Linked DNA regions of Sus scrofa: all the other regions are linked to region 2. The links are chromatin contacts, called in public Hi-C and HiChIP or PLAC-seq maps. All regions are on one chromosome and are shown on one strand. The core of a region is the stretch at or near the end of the contact, and the rest is flanking DNA. Distances in the headings are between cores, read along the strand shown.

Region 1 (3,494 bases), core at 75-2,574, 450 kb after region 2:
ATACAGCATTTGTCTTCCTATGTCTGACTTATTTTACTAAATATAATACCCTCTAAGTACATCCACCTTGTTGCAAATGGCAGAATATTATTCTTTTTATGGCTGCATAGTACTCCAGTGTGGCATGGTATGTGTGTGTATCTGTCTCACATTTTCTTTATCCATTCATCTGTTGAAGGAGATTAGGTTGCTTAATCTTAAACTTAGGTTGCTCCCACATCTTGCCTATTGTAAATAATGCTATGAATCCTGGGCTGCATGTATATTTTTGGATTAGTGTTTCTCTTTTCTTTGGATATATTCCAGGAGTGGAATTGCCAGATCATATGGTAGTTCTATTTTTAGTGTTTTGAGGAACCTCCATACTGTTTTCCATAGTGGATGCACCAATTTATATTCAAATTGTGGCTTTTTTAATCTGCTGTACTTCTTCCTTTACATGAATTGTTCTGAGACAAAGTAATTCATAAGACTTTGCATGAGACTGAGTAATTGGCTGTGTTTTTATGAGGCCAGAGCCAGCTTGGTCACCCATTCCCTTGTATTTGCTTCTTCCTTCCCTGCCTCATCCTCTTTCCTCTCATTCTTGCTTATCTGGATTTTACTCTCAAAGAAAGTGCCAGCCATCAGCTTTTGCCTCAGTTCCGTTACGCATTCTGGGGAACATAGCGCAAGTCATATACTGTGTATTTTGCTTTTTTACCTTTGTTTATTGTCTATCTCCCATCCTAGTATGTAAGCTCCTTGGAGCAGGTGTGTGTGTGTACGTGCATGCGCACGGGCACGAACCTGTATTTCATTGAGAGTTATATCCTTAGAGCCTAGAACAGTGCCTGGCTTATTGAAGATACTCAGTAAATATTGAAAAAATGGCTATTTGTTTGAGTATTGGTTATCTAGAACTCAAGTCTCCATGAAGGCAGGGACATTGTGGTCTCAACATTGTTGCCGCAGCTCCTACAACAGTGAGTAGCAACTACTAGCTCTCAGTCAATATTTTTATATGACTACATGAAAGAAACGGGGAGAAAGCAATGCATAGAATGTTGCTGGGGGAAGCATAGCCATTGCAAACTAGGAACACATCTATGGACTTTCCCAGAAAGGTCTGGGAACCAGGACAACTCAGAGGGGTCCACACAAGATCATCACACTTGAAAGGTAGGTGGCAGTTCCATAGAGACCTTCATGGGAACTTTGGAATGATCTTACACAAACATTGAAAAATTGAATTTTAATAGCCTGTGGAGAAAGAGGACCCAGATGTAGCCCCTGTGGCCCAAGACTCCTTCAAGTGCCACGGCCCACGGGGCTGTTCAGGCTGTTCTGTCCATCATGCCCTTGGTGTGCTTGTGTCTTGCAGGAATATGTGTCCCTAAGTGCATTACTTGGACCTTACCCCCCCTGCTTTGGCTGCTGGGAGTTTCCCCATGGTGAGTTTGGGGGGTGTTCGTTTTGCACGAGGATTTGTTTCTATCTTTTCCACCCACTCAACGTTTTCTTTAGAGTCGAGAGCCTGTATTGCCAGATACTGTCAGGCTTTTGCACTATGTCAGTCAAGGCACCGACAGAAAACAGGGCACCCTCCAACAGAGATCATTCAAGCCAGCAGCTGTTGGCAGAGCTGGGAGGGCAGGGGGCCTGTGGCGCCCAGCCCAGTTCTCCCCTGACAGCTGCGGCGCCTTGGGCAGAGCACAAAGGGAGACCCACGAGTCACAAATACAAACATTTCAGTTACAGCTTAAGCTAACACACGTGGAATAAAACTGTTCTTTCCTCCTACTTTACCAATGCGGTACTTGGGTAGTGACACAGAAGGCCGGGTCTGCATCCAGCATCATGGCATTCTTCCAACCGTGCTGCTAGAACAGGGTCGAGAGGGACAGCTAGCCTCTGTCCCCTCCCCCTCTTCACCTCTCCCAGGTCAGTGTGTGCAGCAAAGCCCTTTCTTTGCCAGCTCACGTGCAGATACCCTCGCCATGTATCCAAGCTGTGTTCCCAGTCGAACAAAGAGCTGCTCTTTGGCCACTCTGAGATCTAGGGGTGGGCACACCAGAATCACAGCACCCCAGCCACCCTGAGACAGAACTGGGTCTGCATGGAAAGAAGACCTACATAGACCTTGGAAGTGGGCTTGGGTCTCTTTAGGTAGGGAATTCTGGGTCTGAGTCCACAGCATGTTCTATAAATAGGCAGTTCAATAAAAGTGGGTGGGGGCCCCACTTGCCTGAATCTGCCAGCAGCAGAGCTGGACCAACTCTAGGTGGGGGGAGGTGGGAGGTTTGCAGACTGTGCTGGCTTGGAGCAGGAGCAGCGTTTTTCTGGAGATAAAGTCATCTGCAGGTAACCTTACAGGGAGGGAGCAGAGGGCCACAGCTTCCCTCTGATACCAGAGCAACCCCTCTGGCTACCCCCAGGGGGCTGGAGAGTCATGATGGTGGAGCTCCCAGGATAGAAGGGCGCAGAGCGAATCTGAGGGCAGAGCCAAGGTAGCGGGGGAAGGTGACATGGGTGGACAATGCAGACCACCTCCTCCCACCCTTGTCCACAGGAGTTGCTGTGGCAGGCCCATAGCTGAACATCACCTGGGCCTCAGGGAACGTCCTCAGGGAAGCCTGGGATCCGCCTACCCTTGACCTCATGCTTTTCTAGAGTTGAGCGCTTGAAGCTCCTGGAAAGCGGAAAGAGGCACTAAGGGCATTAGCTACAGTATTAATGGATGCTGTCATCTGGTGAAGCCCTTGAAAGAGTCTTTCACAGGGCATTGTTGAAAATCACTTCATTTTATGAACTCTCATTATTATTAAGAACACCCTGCTAATTAACACGAATAATCACCACACCCACTGATGTTTATTGTGTACTTGTTTTGTGTAAGGCATGTGTCAAGTCCAGTCATGACCTGTGCCCTGAGGAGCTTGGGGCCTAAGCAGAGACTTGGATTCTGAGTTTTCCATTCTCTGAATCTCTCCCCTTTCTCTCTTTCCTGCAACCCCCATCTTCTTGCTTCCTCTAGGCTGTAAGTAAGACAGAGTCAGAACCAAGGGAAGCTTCTCTGTGTGAGAGAGGTCAACAGCGAGAGAAGAGAAGGGAGGTTTTTTTTAAAAACCATTGTGTGAGGAGTTCCCGTTGTGGCACAGTGGTTAATGAATCTGACTAGGAACCATGAGGTTGCGCGTTCGATCCCTGGCCTTGCTAAGTGGGTTAAGGATCCGTCGTTGCCATGAGCTGTGGTGTAGGTTGCAGACACGGCTTGGATCCCGCGTTGCTGTGGCTGTGGTGTAGGCCAGCGGCTATGGCTCCCATTAGACCCCTAGCCTGGGAACCTCCATATGCTGCAGGAAGCGGCCCTAGAAAAGACAACAAAACAAAACAAAACAAATAAAAGCATTGTGTGAGGTAGCTCATGATGCAGTACCTAGTGAAGCAAATGGTGTTCTGGGGGGAGGGGGAGCAACTAGAGGAGGAGGGGAGAAAGAAGGGGGGAGAGGAAG
Region 2 (3,551 bases), core at 205-2,704:
CATTTTCTATTATGGATGCAGTTCTCAGACTCTCACTAGAGGGTGGTGTTGGATCTAAAACCAGAGGTTGCTAATCTGGTACATTCATTACTAGGCTGCATTTATATTTAAAGAAAAGGTAAAATCGAGCCTTCTCAGTCTTCCCTAAAAGTTGATAAATGTCAGGTCTGAAAACTCCCAAGGGCCTTATTCAGTTCTGGCTGTTTGCAGCCCCAGAGGAGCCAGATAAAGTAGTGACGAGATTACTGGGGAGGAGTTAAGTGACAGATTCTAATAACGGCTCCTGCACTAACTGGTGGACAAAAAACTAAAGCTCTCTGGGCCTTCATCTCATGTATAAAATAAAAGGGCCATACTAGATGATCCCTAAATCTCCTTACATCTCTAAAATTATGATATTCTAACAAATTCTGGGTCTAAAAGGCTGAAGAATTTTTCATGTTCTTGGCCAAAGGAACAAGTCATATCTCAAATTATAATTAATAATTAATATATAAGTTAATGTTACAAATGAGGTTTAACATAGATACTAGTATTTAAAAAATTCTTAAACTAAAATGTCAAATCTTTTGTCCTACCAGGGAATCTCAGAGCCATCCTCTTCATCTATCTGAGCATTCTGTGGTTAATTTCAGTGCCTTAATGCATCATTCGAGGATATCTTTCCTCTTGGTTGCTAACTTGCTGGAAATGAGTAAAATATGTTTATATAGGGTTATCTAGAGAAAGGAGGTTGAACCATTATCAAATAGCGATGTTTTAGGAGAGAGATTAAATCCCCCACCTCATCTTGTACTTAGCCAACATCCATCATATCTGTGCTTTGTGAGAAGTCATTCTCCAGAGCGATTTAGTTGGTTAGATTTCTTATTACCCTCACCTCTTTTATCTGATTCCCTTCCCTTGTCATATTCACATTGCAGAATGAACTGAAGATTTTTTCATGGACTCTGAAGCAGATTATCCAACTCCAGGGCCCCAGTAAACCCTAGTTTATCTCTGCATGAACTTACCTTCTAAAGTGAGAGCCTGCCATTAACCCCTGATGCACTCTGCGCAACCCCAAAGGTTTTGACATTAATACTCAACAACCCCATTTCCTCCAAATTGCTTTGCTTTGCAAATGAAGGTTTCCTTCCCCTCCCCCCGCCTCCTGGATTTTGTTGCATCTTCAGGTTCATTTCGAACATCGAAACTTCCCAAAATATACATGGAGCGGCTCCGGCTGCGCACACGCGCGCGTGCGCGCGCTCACACCCTCGCATGAGTACACGAGCCCGGCTGGGCCGGCTCCCACTTAGAGAACACATTCCATTCTTCGAGCTCGGGCACACCCCTCAGCAGTGGGGATTGGTCGGGCCCACCTCCCCTCGGCGAGGCGAGCCTCCTAAGAGGCCCAGACGCCTGCCAATCCCCACGGGCTGTCAAAACAAGTCTTCCCTCCCTGTCACAACAGAGCGGAGTGGAGGTCGCCGCCACCGCCGCCACACTTCCTGGGGCAGCTGCACCGCGGTCCACGGGCAGGTGGCGGGTGCTCCGGGCTGCGGTCGCCGGGCTGCAGCCCCTCTCAGGCCGGCGCGTCCCGGCTCCGAAGGCCAGGCGCTTGGTGCCTTTTGTCTGGCGCATAGCGGGCGTTTGCATCACGTTTCGGACACCTCCCTCTCCTCTTCGCCTCTCCTTCTATCTTCTCGCTCACATCTTCTCCCCACCCCCGCCGCCGTTCCCCGCGGACTGCCGGCCTCCTGGACCCAAGCCTGCGGACGTCTCTGCTCGAGCGATGTCTCCTCTCCAGAAAGTTACCGCCGCCTCAGCCTCTACCGGGCGGTGAAACAAAGTCTGGCGGGGCCGCCTCCCGGTGCATGAGCGCACCAGTGCCCAGCGGTTGGACTCTGCTCCTGGGCGTGCCTCCTCCCCCCAGGGAGCCCGAAACGCGCTCGGCCATGGCCGAGGGCGCAGCCGGCAGGGAGGGTCCCTCGTCGCCAGAAGCGGCTGGGGGCGAAGATGACCCCCGAGTGGGCCTAGACGCCGCCTCCGGGGACTGCGTGGCGGCGGCCCCTGGGGATCGGTGGAGGGACCGTCGCAGCGGGGTCGCATTGCCGGGGGCTGCAGGGACTCCGGCGGACAGTGAGGCCGGCCTCCTGGAGACTGCGCGGGCGACCCCCCGGCGCAGCAGCATCATCAAGGTAAGCGAGGCCTCTCGGCCCCAGGAACGTGGGTGTGGATGGTGGGTGGTGTGTGGATCGCGGGCCAGGGCAGGATGTGCGGTGTCCGGAGGCATCGCAGGCTTGGCATTGTTTTGTCCCGTCTCCTTCATTACTGAGCCTTCCTTCCTTGTCCGGGGGTTCCCAGACTCAGTTCTTGGCTGTGAGAAGCAGAAGTGATTTTTTTTTCCCTGACAGCGGTGGAAAAGTTCCGCTGGGCGTCTTAGCCTTTTGATGGATGCTTTCCCTCATTTTCCCTGAAAGTTTCGCTAAATCCTTAAGGAGGAAGGGAGGACTCAATATAAATGCAGACCCGCGGGATGGTCGTGCACTGCTCTCCAACGAAGTTAGCTTTTCCAGCACAGTAAAGGAAATACACAGTTTACCCTCAACTGAAAATAAAAACAAAACCCTCGAGTCAAACTCTCTTGAAATCTCACGAAGCGTGAACTTTCTCAGGAGGCAGGCAGAGTTTTCACTGGACTCTGCGGCAAAGTAAAAAGTGAAGGTGGAGTGCAGTTTCTGCGCTGCAGAAAGCTGCGCTGCAGAAAGCGCAACCAGAAAGCAGTCGATCCACCAAGCAACATCCCGGGTCCTTGTGGTTACTACCACATCCAGGAAAAAGCTTCCCAACCCTCAACTACCAGTCAGGGTTTCTCTCCATTCATTTGGCTAAAAATTCGTAAGCCTCGCCCCTTCCCTATCTCTGTCTTCCACTTGGGGCTTGTTTCTTGTTCGAGATTTCATCTTGGGTGCGTGACATGGGGTAAGGTCTCCTGGAAGTCAGAGCCCTCCCAAAGGCTTTTTTTTGGCAAAGGGTCTCTTAACGTAGATGCATGTGGGTAATCTTGGGGTAGATGACGTTAAAGTCGATCTTGGTAGAGCAGTCAGTATGAAACTACTTATACATAAAAATAACCCAAAGATGATAATGAAAGATGGACTTGGAACTACCAACTATTCAACGTACTTGTGTTTTCAAGCTCTAAATTGAAGCTCCTAGTTCCAGTGTGGGTAGACTGCTCCCACAGTTCATCCATCCAAGTATGATCTAGGCTTTCCCCCAGTACTGACACATGGAAGTTTAAAACCAAACGGGGAGATTTCTATATTAAAATAAGAGTGGGTAGTAGTTGCAAATGACTTGTAGTAGTTTCTGTTATTTTGTGATTTGTAGATTATGTGAAGAGGACTGTTCTATTCTGTGTGTGAATTTGGATAAAACGGAAATGATCACTTTCCCCCCTTTTAATCCACAGATCAGAGAGCATATTGTTTTAAAACTTAAAAAAAAAAAATCACAGGCAACATGCATTTTGAATTCTAAGATATAGACAATACACATATTGT
Region 3 (3,312 bases), core at 501-3,000, 310 kb after region 2:
GACTATGTGCAGTCCCTGCTTTTTCATTTTTAAGTTTAGTAGATTTACTTATATATTTAAATTAATGTGCACTACATGTTTAATTGCTAAGTAACTTCTCACTTCATACAAATAATAGGCTCCAAAATAAGGAGAAGAAACATGAGGATACCATAAAAGTCAAGTGAGAATAACAATCGATCCAAGAAGTAGAGGGTTTTAGTTATTCTATTTCATTTTTAGTCTTTTTTCTTTCATACTTCATTGTTCGGCTTAATCGTGTTTATAGGTAAAAATGGCTTTTATAAATACTTTCAGCTCCCCTCCAGCTACTTTACTTCCTATCTCTCTTCGCCTACACCTACACTACCAGACTTCTTAGCAAAGTTGTTTACAGTTGCTGTATCCACTTCCTTACCTCCCACGCACTCCTTAGCCAATGTTAATCCATCTTCCTCCCCTGACACTCCATTAAATCATTCTCACCAAAGTCACCAGCCACCTTCTTCATAGGAAATCTTGTGTACACTTTTCACCTTTTTTTTTTAATTTTTTTTAATTTTTTTTATTTTCCCACTGTATAGCAAGGGGGTCAGGTTATCCTTACATGTATACATTACAATTACATTTTTTCCCCCACCCTTTCTTCTGTTTCAACATGAGTATCTAGACATAGTTCTCAATGCTATTCAGCAGGATCTCCTTGTAAATCTATTCTAAGTTGTGTCTGATAAGCCCAAGCTCCCGATCCCTCCCACTCCCTCCCCCTCCCATCAGGCAGCCACAAGTCTCTTCTCCAAGTCCATGATTTCTTTTCTGAGGAGATGTTCATTTGTGCTGGATATTAGATGTGGTATATATACACAATGGAATACTACTCAGCCATAAAAAAAGAATGACATAATGCCATTTGCAGCAACATGGATGGAACTAGAGAATCTCATCTTGAGTGAAATGAGCCAGAAAGACAAAGACAAATACCATATGATATCACTTTTCACCTTTTATCTCACTTGACTACTTGGGCATGTTCCACCTGGCTGTTCACTCCCTCCTTCTTGCATCACTGCTTCCCTTGATTGGGGGATGTCCTCTGGACATTCCTGGCCTTCCTTTTACATCTCTGGCTTTTTCTTCTCAGGAGTTTTTGCAGGTTACGCTTCTCTTCTCTTAAATTCTAGTATTAGGATTTTAGTCTAGGCTCTTTCTCCTCTTCTTTCATCCTCTTTTTCTGGGTCATACTGTCCATGCAAATGGTTTCTATTGCCCCCTCTATGCCATCGAATCCCAAATGTATATCTTTAGTCCAAGTGTCTCTCCTTCTCCCTAGATGACCTCCCCGCCCCATCCATCCCTCCCAACCACCCCCAGGCATTGCACTCTGGAGGTCTGTCAGCCACAGCATGGCCAGCACATCTCAAACTGTGCTCATTTCTATTCATATCTCCTACCTGCCCTTGGTGACACCTCTGCTCTCCCTACTTGACAACCAATAACAGCTTAGCAAACCAAATGAGAATCCAGGGTTATCCTTGATCCTTTTCCTAAACCTCCTTCTCTAAGTAATTACCAGTTATTATTGGGTCAGCTTCCTAAATGTCTCCCTAAGAGATCTCCACTCCCATGGCCATTGCCTTAGATATTTACTACCCTAGTTAGTGAAAAGTCTTTCCTTCCTTATATATTCCTGCCCCACTCCACAGCATAGCAACTGGGTGACCTTTATAAACATAAGCCTGGTCATGGTCATTCTGCCTGCGTAAAGCCCTTCCAATGGCTCCTCCCACAATCTTCTTAACTTCCCCTGGGAGTTCTTAGTGACCTGCTCCCCTCCAGCTTCACCTGTCATGGCCGCCTTCTGTGTGCTTCCTCAACCACGCTGAACTTCTCCCTCAGTAGCAAGGTTGCCAGCTCATTCTGGCTGTCCCTTCTGCTTGCACCCATCCTGTCCTTCTCGGCAGCACCGTCCTATGGTTCACACACTGCACCTGCATCGGGTGCCAGAGCTGTGCCCCAAGCTCTTAGGTCAGGTGCCAAGTCCTCAGAATACCTTTTCTGACACCCCTCCCTCCTTCTCAGGGTTAGGATCTTTGCCCTGTGTTTTCCACAGTACCTATTCTTTGCCTAACACAACACTCTCATTGCTTCCTTATCTCTTTCCCACTAGACAGTCTCTCTTACTTAAAATAATGAGGTAATGAATTTTAGCAGAGCAATTTTAAATTGAACCCTAATTAATAAATGATAGATACTGGGTGTATGAGGTGAACTCAAACATCTCATCCCATCCCCTTGTTTAACAGAGAAGGAAGCTGCCCCTCATAGGAGTTAGTAATATTCCCAAGGTCACATAGCCTGTTCATAGTTTGTTAATCACCTTTGCATTGCAGACATCAGCCACAGCCCCTGTCTTTTCTATCTTTTTGGTAGATTTGATTTTTTCTATAAGACGCTTAGAAAGTCTTAGGACAAAAGCGTGGTTTAAACTCTGTTTTGCTTTAGTAGACATTTTTTTTCTTTCTTTCTTCTGCCTGAGTTACAGGGAACAGAGACTCATTCAGGCTTTTTCAGGTGAGACTGAAAGTGACAATGCAGGCAACACATCTCCTGGAAGAAGAAAAGCCACAGTGTGGGCAGCCCGACAGAACCTTGGGCTAGAAGATCATGACAATCCAAACAGACCCAGGGAACTGTGTTGTCTTTTCTTCTCTCAGGAGCAAGCATTTATGAATTTTTCACTCTAGTGTTGTGACCTTAGCCAGATTCAACTCTCTCCTCTCTTTCTTTCGTCTGTTTTCTAGCACCTCTTTTTTGTTAGCAACAGACTAAGGTTCTTTGAATTTCCCAGGCACACTTTCTGAGACAGCTCATCTGATTGGTTTGACTAATTACTGTCTTGCTGCCTGGCATCAGCCCAGTTCATAGGTCACTGGCCAGCTGCTTTTTGCCCACTCTTAGGCCGGTGTGATGCTTTTGGTTTAGCCAGTTGTGGATGGGGAGGTGGGTTTTTAAAGTGCAGAGCAGACCCATCCCTGTTCAAGGTCAGCCTGGTGCTCTTTATCTTAGCAGTGGTCTGTGGATGTGGAAAGGTCATGCAAGGTCATGCAAGGCTTGTCAAATGGAGTTCTGGATTTTCTACATGAGAATAAAGATCCTCTAAAAATGTGGGGGTTTGGGGTTTGCAGAGCTGAGGCCTAAAAAATACCAGCTATGGAAATACTGGAATTGAATATCAATGTTCTCTCCCCCTAGTTTTGATTTTCACAGTCATCTATTCTGGGAAAAAATCTGAGGCCTGGCTAGGAAGAGCAACATGACACTCACAAAATTAAA

The links. A called contact is a pair of places that touch in the nucleus more often than the background predicts. HiChIP or PLAC-seq counts read pairs in DNA pulled down with a chosen protein or histone mark.
Region 1: a contact with region 2 is called in a Hi-C map of fetal skeletal muscle, with 6 times the contacts expected there. The contact joins the enhancer-like site here to the promoter of PLCL1 in region 2. A contact is called at or near these places in 1 of 5 promoter capture datasets (liver), 29 of 47 Hi-C or Micro-C datasets (adipocytes, adipose tissue, alveolar macrophages and 18 more) and 2 of 2 datasets of contacts at active chromatin or transcription factors (alveolar macrophages and skeletal muscle).
Region 3: an H3K27ac HiChIP or PLAC-seq map of alveolar macrophages shows a contact between it and region 2. The contact joins the enhancer-like site here to the promoter of PLCL1 in region 2. A contact is called at or near these places in 1 of 5 promoter capture datasets (liver), 34 of 47 Hi-C or Micro-C datasets (adipocytes, adipose tissue, alveolar macrophages and 18 more) and 2 of 2 datasets of contacts at active chromatin or transcription factors (alveolar macrophages and skeletal muscle).

What each region holds. Positions count from the first base shown.
Region 1 is chr15:102,068,112-102,071,605 of Sscrofa11.1, forward strand. It overlaps PLCL1 (inactive phospholipase C-like protein 1), which reads left to right. Exons shown (of 9, transcript XR_002339304.1): 6 at 1,364-1,433. Among named protein-coding and RNA genes, the nearest start is that of PLCL1, 450 kb to the left of the region's middle. Within about 2 kb of position 1,325, at least 8 of the 83 cell types and tissues checked have an H3K27ac peak or open chromatin away from gene starts, as enhancers often do. A contact at or near this core is called in fetal skeletal muscle, where this site is marked.
Region 2 is chr15:101,622,364-101,625,914 of Sscrofa11.1, forward strand. It overlaps PLCL1 (inactive phospholipase C-like protein 1), which reads left to right and starts at 1,455. Exons shown (of 9, transcript XR_002339304.1): 1 at 1,455-2,183.
Region 3 is chr15:101,930,786-101,934,097 of Sscrofa11.1, forward strand. The region is part of intron 5 of PLCL1 (inactive phospholipase C-like protein 1); the gene reads left to right. Among named protein-coding and RNA genes, the nearest start is that of PLCL1, 310 kb to the left of the region's middle. Within about 2 kb of position 1,751, at least 2 of the 83 cell types and tissues checked have an H3K27ac peak or open chromatin away from gene starts, as enhancers often do. A contact at or near this core is called in alveolar macrophages, where this site is marked.